Linked DNA regions of Anas platyrhynchos: region 1 is linked to region 2. Evidence: chromatin contacts called from public Hi-C data. All regions are on one chromosome and are shown on one strand. Each heading gives the region's core, a stretch centred on a gene start, on an enhancer-like site or on the middle of the called end of the contact. The rest is flanking DNA. Distances are from core to core; before and after follow the strand shown. Region 1 holds the start of UXS1 (UDP-glucuronate decarboxylase 1). Region 2 overlaps UXS1 (UDP-glucuronate decarboxylase 1).

Region 1 (4,282 bases), core at 96-2,595, 56 kb after region 2:
AGTGAAAAGATGGAAAAGCACAGCAACTACACGGTAGATTTGCAAAAGCAGATTCCAGCCAGACACCAATCTACTCCCTTTTTAAGCTACTCGTTGCCACACTGATCTGCAGTCCTTCTCCTGATTTTTAACCCCTAAGAATCACCAGAAATGTGCACTGAGAAGACTTCTATGACGTACAGCAAAAATCAAATGGCAGTGTTTCCCTTCCTTAAGGCTAGCTTTTCCCCAGAAAGCAAACGTTGTTACTGTCCACAGATCTAATCAACAGCCAGGTCCCAGTGGCCATGCCAATTGCCACTGATCCCCGGTATTTACAGAGCAGCCTAGTGACTTTGTTTTCATATTAAGTTTCATTTCTGGCAAGATATCAAACCTTTTCAAAATAAGAACAGACACTGAGCCGTTCCGGCTTTAGTATGCAGGGAACCTGAAGTCACTCGGACAAACTGTCCTAACAGTCAGGTCTGGCGTATAATTGCAACAATTACAGCCGTAGGTAAATAACGAGGTCTGGCAAACAACGGCAACATATGGCAGCAAAGGGAATTCCCGTCTTGTGTTTGTGGGGTAGAAACAGCACCTTTTTTTCGGAAATGCTGTAAGTTGTAGCTCTCCGTGCTCCCAAACATGCAGAGAGGGTCCTAAAAACACCTCGCAGGCACCCACCCCCGCTCCATTGCACGTGTTTGAGAGCATCGGGCAGGCTGCTTGGCTCCAGCCACGCTGCCAAAGCTCCCCAGCTCCCTCCCCACAAAGCGCTGCCTACCCCAACCGCCTGAAAACACCCGGGCCAGCCCCAAACACGCCGCAAACGCCACGAACCCGGGCGGAGGGCGAGAGAGCCCGAAGCCTGACTCCCGCCTCGCAGCCCCCGCCGCCAGCAGCCCTGTCAGCGCTGCCCCCAGCCCCTTCCCCAGCACTTTCTGCGCCTCCCCTCGGCCTCCGCAGCCAGGCAGCCACCGGCCAAGCCCCCCGGGGGGGACAGGACGCGAGGCACGACCCCGCCGCCTCCCCTCAGCCCCGCGGCGGACAAAGGGCGAACCCCCCCCCCCCCGGCCGCGCTCCCCTCAGTAACGGCTCCCCCCAGTAACGGCCGCCCCCAACGGCCGCCCCCAACGGCCGGCCGCTCGCCCTCCCGCTCACTCACAGGCGACGTACGCGACGAAGGCGAGCCCCGTGAGCAGCTTCATCCTCCTGCGGTTGATGGCGGTCAGCAGGCGCAGCAGCGGCCCCTTGCTCACCATGCCCGGCGGCGCGCAGCCTGCTCGGCCGGGCTCGGCTCCGCTGCCCGGGAACCGCCCGCGCAGGCGCAGCGGCGCCCCCCCCGCCCGCCTTCCCCTTCCCCCGCTCTGGCGGCCAACGGCTGTCATGGCGCATGCGCCGCGGGGCTGAGGGGAAGGAAGGGGGGGAGCGCCCGCGTGCCTCATGGTGGCCCCGTGTGGGTGGCTTCGCGGCCCTGTGGGTGACCTGGTGGTCGCTGACAGGCCTGGATGTACGCAAGCATGGCCCAGCTGTGTGTCTCTCTGTTCCCTGCAGTGCATTCTGAAAGCTTCTTCATGTCTCCTCGTCGTGTTCTTTTCCTATCTCCACACATCTCTCATCTGTGGTACGTGTAGAGCACTCTGCATTTGCTTCCCCCGAACAAACAGTTAATATTGAGTCGCATTTGTTCAGGATAATGAGATTTAAACTACCCTAAAACAGCCTACATGTCCCCCTAAACTTCCACCTTGCAGCCTGTTGCAAAGTGCTGATCTATATTTGTCTGTAATGGCAGGCACCTTTCTCACATGTCAAAATATGTTCTCTCAATAAAATACACTTAATCTGAAAAAAAATCTGACAAAAAACAGCCTCCCCACTCAGTGCTATGACCTTCAAGCAGTTACTGAAGGATATTCTTTCTCACGTTCATCACCCACAGGAGAAAACTACGAGAATGAGTGTTCTTGAATTCAGTGATTAGTTTCAATCATTTACTGTTTCTACATTGCATGCAAAAATGCAGCTGTTTGCACCAAAGGAACTATGACCTCTGTGAAGCAAAAACCCACCCACTGAACGAGAGTTTAACCCCTCCTTGTTATGAAGGGTAAAAAGTGTGAGAAGTTGAGCAGATGTGTAAGACTTTGAAGGATAAGCGCAGTAAGATGCTGTTCAAGGTGACAAAGAATATCACCCTGTACCACAGCGAGGCAGTGACTTTATACAGGAAGCCTCAAGAATCAAAATTTCCTAACTCCTAACCCTGGTTGCTGTTAGTATAAAGCCACTCCTTTCCTCTTGGCTTTTGTCTCCTCTGATTTCTATTTGAAATACTTTACTTGCATGCTTATTCCACTGCTTATATCTATGTGGAGAAAAGGGTGTAAAAATAAAAATCATCTAAAACACAATCTAGGGCTGAATTTATCCGCAGAGCAATCACTCAGATAATAACGCAGCTTTATACCAGGAGTAAATTTGGCCATCAAAAAGCTGTAGCTGAACAGTGCTGCATGAAAGCTAGAGAATATTACAGGAGTATGACTGCATCCATTTTATGAGGTGAGCCCGGCAGCTCAGACTCACTTTGTTTTCAGACAGAATTTTGAATAATGGCATCCACATGCACAGCTCCTATTCCACATACCTTTAGGGATAGGCGAGACGTTTTTAAGTGCCTTGCCTGAAGCTCAGCTGCACAATCCATGACTCTATCAGACTGCCTGCGTAAGGCACCTTGTTTGGCACCATGTGCAGCGTTCAGGCTAATTCTGCTGCAGAAGCGTGTTGAGACTGGCTGCAGTCCGTGAAGATGGGAAAAGGAGAGTAAGGGAACAGAATGTGCTCCGTGGAAGGTTGTGATGGAGGAGACTTGAACCCCATGGGAGGCAACCTGACCATGCTCTCTAAAGGACAAGCTTTTTGTCATGCAATGCACCAGGGCCAGCTGTGTCCTTGTCATTCCCAGAGTGAGACAGAGCATGTCTAACTTAACATAGGCTGCAGGAGAGTGTGTTTAAATCCCTCTTACCTCAACTATAACTATAGGCACGTGTATTATAAAAGCTATAAAGTTATCCATCCACACAATAGACAGCAGCAGAGATGCTTATTTCAGGATACAGCTGGTCACAGTCCCAACCTTGTGGCAAAAACTGGCACTGATAGCAGAGGTCTTGGTATACAGCAGCTGCTAACTGTGCCAAGAGAAAAACTGAGGGACGATACTCTTTTAGGTGCTGACTCTTATGAGTGTGCTGTGCATCATGAAGCAGGCATCCTTCTGCCTTAAGTCATTATCTTTGCCAGGCTGACAGCATGACCTCAGCTAATGGCAATCATCTCTTGGCTAGTGTGCAAGCAATAAACCCTGTCTCCTACACTGCAGCTTTCATCTTTAGTTCTTAAAATGCTTTATGAGAGCATTTTGATTTTGCACTAAACCGCAGTCTATAAGAAGATGGTCTTTAAAAAGAAAGAAAAAAAAAGTCTTTCTTAATAATTAAAAATGTGAAGGAACAGTTAAATCGATGTCAACGACTGGTGAAAACTTAAAATTAACAGCACCCCTGCAACATACTTTCATGCCTGACACAACCAGAACTGTTCGATTTCCCAGCTGCTGTTTCACAATCAGGGAAAAAAGGGCTGCCATCATATGTACAATTTCAACATGATGCTACATGAGGGAGATTGTTCTGCCATGTGTAATATAACGAAGATCATGTGTTTCTGTCCCAGTCATGATTCTGCAAGACATAGCATTTGACAATATGACCCGGCAAACAGAAATGAACCCTGGGCAGTGAGATCCAAGCAGAAAGACCTACTGTGTATGAGAGCAGGAAATGAGTTGTAAAGCACTGCAAAAATAAAAAAAAAAAATGAGCCATTCCCACTACACTGCCATCATCTCTGGTAAATTTGTACTCTAATTAAGGCTGAATGTAGCCAAGAAAGTAAGACTGAGTTGCACATTATGACGTGCCTCCCAGTCTGGCTGCATCCCACAGCTAGTGGTGCATACCTGGAAGGAATTATTGAGGTACTTTTTTCCTCCAGGAAATCTACACATTATTCTATGGAGTGACACTATTGTACTGCACAGGCACAACAGTCCAGTTATACAAACTCCTAGATAAATGTGGAAAAAAAAAGGCATTAATCCATGTACAGATAGTAAAAATACAGAAATAATTTTTTTTACAGAAAAGAAAAAAAAAGTTTTAAATAGAAAGTGTTTTTTATTATTATCATTTTTAAATGTAACTGTGTTTTTAACAACAGATCACAG
Region 2 (4,194 bases), core at 704-3,203:
ATACTATCCCATTTTCCTCCAATCAAGGCTAGTATGAAGTGATTTCCATTTGTTCAGAGATAAGAGCTTCAGTGCTTTACAGTTCAATTATTTTCTTGGTTGTATTTGGCATCCTGCTCTATTTTTTTCTTTCATATTCTAATTGTGTGAATTTTCTTGCTAAACCAAAAGACAATATAGCAAATTTCTCATCTTCTTGAAACTATCACATCTCAACACCTAGGTGCTCATTCTTTGTATTTATAAAGTGAACACAGGGTTTATTCATAATGGAAAGAGATTTTTTGCTTTGTTTATTTCTTCTAGAAATCAGCAGCAGTAACAAGGAGGAAAACAGAGGATGTTGGCTCCTGTACAGTAAACACAGAAGAGTGGAGATCTCATACTCACCAAGTTGACAGGACTGCTGACATTGCTGTTCATCAAGGCCACCAACCCATTCACAAGATCACTATAAAAAGGGAAGAACAGATTGAGGCAATTTCCACTTCTCTATAAATAATATTCTTTTCTAAAAAGAGAGCTGCCTCCACAGAGCTCCAGTAAAGCAGATCAGTCAGCTGAGAAATGCTGAAATCAGATTTACAGCATATATTTCAAGGGGTGCATGTTTCCTTAGTTATTTATTCCACAGCCCCTGTTGTAAGATACACTGAATTACAGGTTATTTTCAAAGGGTGATTATGTCTCGGATATAATGGCTACAATTCCTCTGAGCACACGAAAGAAAAATCAAGAAAAACTACGTTACTCAGAAACAATTAATACCTTCTCTTTGCTTCAGTACCCAAACTTATTAGAAGCCCATTTCAAACAGAGTGAGTTGTTAGATAGCAGCACATGACAGCACCACTACCTGCTTTGCAGTTTGTTTTTTGAATTGTCTTTGCACTTCCATAAAATTTTAAGACAATTTTATTCAAAAGAGTATTTTGGTGTTACCTTCCCCCAGAAAAATAACCCAAAGTTATTTTGGATTATCAGCTATTTATCAGCTTGTTCCTTACAGCTTATAATCATGAAAGGAGTGGACGCTTTGAACTGATACGGGTTTCTATAGCTTCTATCAACACTGTTACTACTTTCAGCAGAGGGAAAGAACAACATTTCCACCAAGTGCAGCATGATGAAAGCAACCCAGAAGCCTGGCCCTGAAATTTAGCTAGCGAGACAGAAGACTCTAAGGCCTAGATTCACTTTTCATTAGTTCAAGTACATTCTGGCCTTGCTTATGCTACAAACGTTATCTACAGCAGTATCTCCTTAGCCCGTTCCTTCCCGCAGAAGGGAATAATAAAGCGTATGTAACACACATATAGCATGCAGAAAAACACAAGGTGGCAGTATTGCATTAAAACCCAAGGACTTGCAAACTGCTCAGACTTAAAGTAGCATCAAAAACCTACCTACGAAGTACTTGCTCTCCCTCTATGGGAAGAACACATTAATATTTTAACTCAAAGCTCTGAACCAACTGATGTGTTATTTCCTGATAGTTTAAAAAACTTCAGTGTCTCCCTTCTAAAAAGTAAAGCTTGCCTAAAACTGAAAATAATTTCTTTTGTCGATTTAAATGAAGTACAAACTATGCAGCCAAGCTCAAAGAATCATCAAGTGAAGCAAATAAATACCAGACAGCATAAACAAGGCTTACCTGACGTACTGGAAAGCCCTTGTCTGAGTTCCAGGTCCATAGACCTAAAGCCAGATGAAAATTAGAGAAGTTACAGAAGTATAAAAGTCCTCTCTAGCACAACTATCTTTTCCTGACTATCCTAGTAAGAAGTCCAAAGGAAAAGCACCTGAGACACAAGCTTTGTGTTTCAGAAATGGAAAAAGATGTGTTTGCAGAGTTTTGGCAAAGCATCAATTCTTTGAAGGTCTTTTTGTTCTTGGAAGCGTCTCCAATAAATATAACCTTCTGCATCTCATTAATGCAGACTTCTGCATGTAGGAAACATTCTTAGCAGTTGAGGACAGAGTGAAGCTTTGTCCTCTGCTGGAACGCTGAAAGAGGCTGTAGCATGCACTCAACCAGAAAAGAGCACCAAATATTTAAAGCAAACCTCAGAATACTAAGATGTGGTTATGACAAGCAATTTATTTGCTCTTTAACAACGGCCAACTTCAAAGAGACCACTAAAACATTCGTGGTCTTAAAAAAAAAAAAATAGTAAAGAAAAAAATAGCAGTAAGTGTTTCAAGGAATCAGGACACCACCAAAAAAAATATCATGCAACTCTCTAAATATTACTATCTGGGGGAATGAGAGGTGGAATAATTTCTAGTGAATATGACTTCCCAAATCATCTGTACCAATTTTTTTTTCCACCCAAAATCATGGTGTGTGTGTGTGTTCTCTGGTTATGTGTTAACACTTTGGAGCAAGAAGGTTGTTTAAGTTCAAAACAGACATTAAAGCATACTTAAAATGCGCATAATAGTATCAGACTTTTTTTTTTGTTTACAGCTTAATTGTGTGCTGTACTAAACATAAATAACAAACATACTTAAATTCTGAAAGCTATGTGCAGGCATACATAAATGGCGAAAACACTTAATTTTAAGTGAGGACACATACATCTCACCACCAAACTGCTACAACAGAAAAGCTTTTTGGAAGGACAGAATTGAAAGCATGTTTATTTTCTTAGGGGACAGGAAAGACAGTTCAATTGGTATACAAGCCATCATTTGTTGCTTGTTAAGCCCACTGTCTGAGGCAGATTCAAAGTCCAAAGAATTCACATTTCGGTAGGCACTGGGTAAGATCCTGAGGACTTGGGTGTTTAAGCATTTACTTAATAATCCATTGAGAGAAATATAGCAAGAGAACACACCAACAGCTTGGTAGCCTCTCAAAGCAAACAGGAATTACATTTTGTGTACATATAAAGCTTCCTGTTTGCCTTGTTTTGGCTCATGGGGTAAGTTTTATACAACTAAGTCATTTGTGCATGATTTGTGCAAAGTCACCCAATGTGGCTACCTCTCCTACATGCAGGAAATGGCTGGAAAATACGATGCAGTTTTCCCCCGTTAGTTTCTTATAATAAATCCTTCCTTCACAACAAGAAAATGCAATGATGGGCATGTCTGCATAGGCTGTAATTTCTTAAAGGCAGGTAGTTAAAAAGACGAAGTTAAAAAGACTCTCACTTTGTGAGATCAATTTACTCCACTTGAACAACTGCTTTGAACGAAGAGATTGAGTACATGTGGTTTCTGAAAAGGTCAATACTAGATACTCCTGTCAGCCAAATTCTGTGATAATACAAGGGTATACATATTTTTTGGTCTCAACTACTGCTCCTTGATAATAATTCATTTTACTTGACCTGGTTAGCTAAACAACTCTCCTCTTCTCATGTACAGTCATTTTTAATGGCAGATAGTTACTCCCTATTGAACAATGATCCTAGGCAAAGTCCTCTATTTTATCCTCTGTTACCTTCTTGATAAAGTCTAGACAGTTTTGCAGTTACAACAGAAAAAAAAAAAAAGCCTCCCAAAGAACAGCACCGTCTCTGTCTGGACTTCATATTTAGTAATGGAGTAAATTTCTAAAAAAACAAAAAAAAACAAAAAACAAAAACCCTTCCAGGTAGTGTTTTCACTCAGTTCTAGTTACAGTAGCTCAAACTTTATGCCCTAGGACGTTATCCTGGCGGCATACAGTACTGGCAAATAAGTATATGGTTACACACACATATTTTGATACAACCAAGTCAGGAGTTGGACTCGATGATCCTTATGGGTCCCTTCCAATTCGGGATATTTTATGAGTCTATGATTCTAAGTCCTTCAACGATCAAAAGTCTCAAAGCACAAAAGCTCCATCTTCTTGTCTGCTTCCATTTCCTTATTGTCTTGCAACAAACAGAACCACCCTCAACCTGAAGCTTTTTGGAGATGCCTGAGTGGGTAAGAAAATTAAACTCTCTACAGGAATTTTTTGGATGTTTTGAGAGGGAAAATAATCCCATGTGGATTTTTGTACTGTGCACTTGCTTTGGTTTAAGTTACTGTGATAGATGTGGGCAGTTTGATATGAAGTCTGATGGACTGCCTGCTGCACTGTAACGTCAGAAGGATCACATCAAGAAAGGACTGGTTCAGGGACTTGCTTTTTACATACATTTCTCCTATCCCACAAAGCATTACAAATCAGTCCCAAATCTAGGGCACCATCAA

What was found. A called contact is a pair of places that touch in the nucleus more often than the background predicts.
Region 1: a Hi-C map of F1 follicle shows a contact between it and region 2, with 2.2 times the contacts expected there. The contact joins the promoter of UXS1 here to the enhancer-like site in region 2. A contact is called at or near these places in 4 of 8 Hi-C or Micro-C datasets (F1 follicle, liver and skeletal muscle).

The regions. Positions count from the first base shown.
Region 1 is chr1:142,937,452-142,941,733 of IASCAAS_PekinDuck_T2T, forward strand. UXS1 (UDP-glucuronate decarboxylase 1) reads right to left here and starts at 1,346. Exons shown (of 15, transcript XM_027445224.3): 1 at 1,151-1,346. The coding sequence starts at 1,247.
Region 2 is chr1:142,880,963-142,885,156 of IASCAAS_PekinDuck_T2T, forward strand. UXS1 (UDP-glucuronate decarboxylase 1) reads right to left here. Exons shown (of 15, transcript XM_027445224.3): 11 at 1,655-1,698; 12 at 391-451. Among named protein-coding and RNA genes, the nearest start is that of ECRG4, 17 kb to the left of the region's middle. Within about 2 kb of position 1,954, at least 3 of the 8 cell types and tissues checked have an H3K27ac peak or open chromatin away from gene starts, as enhancers often do. A contact at or near this core is called in F1 follicle, where this site is marked.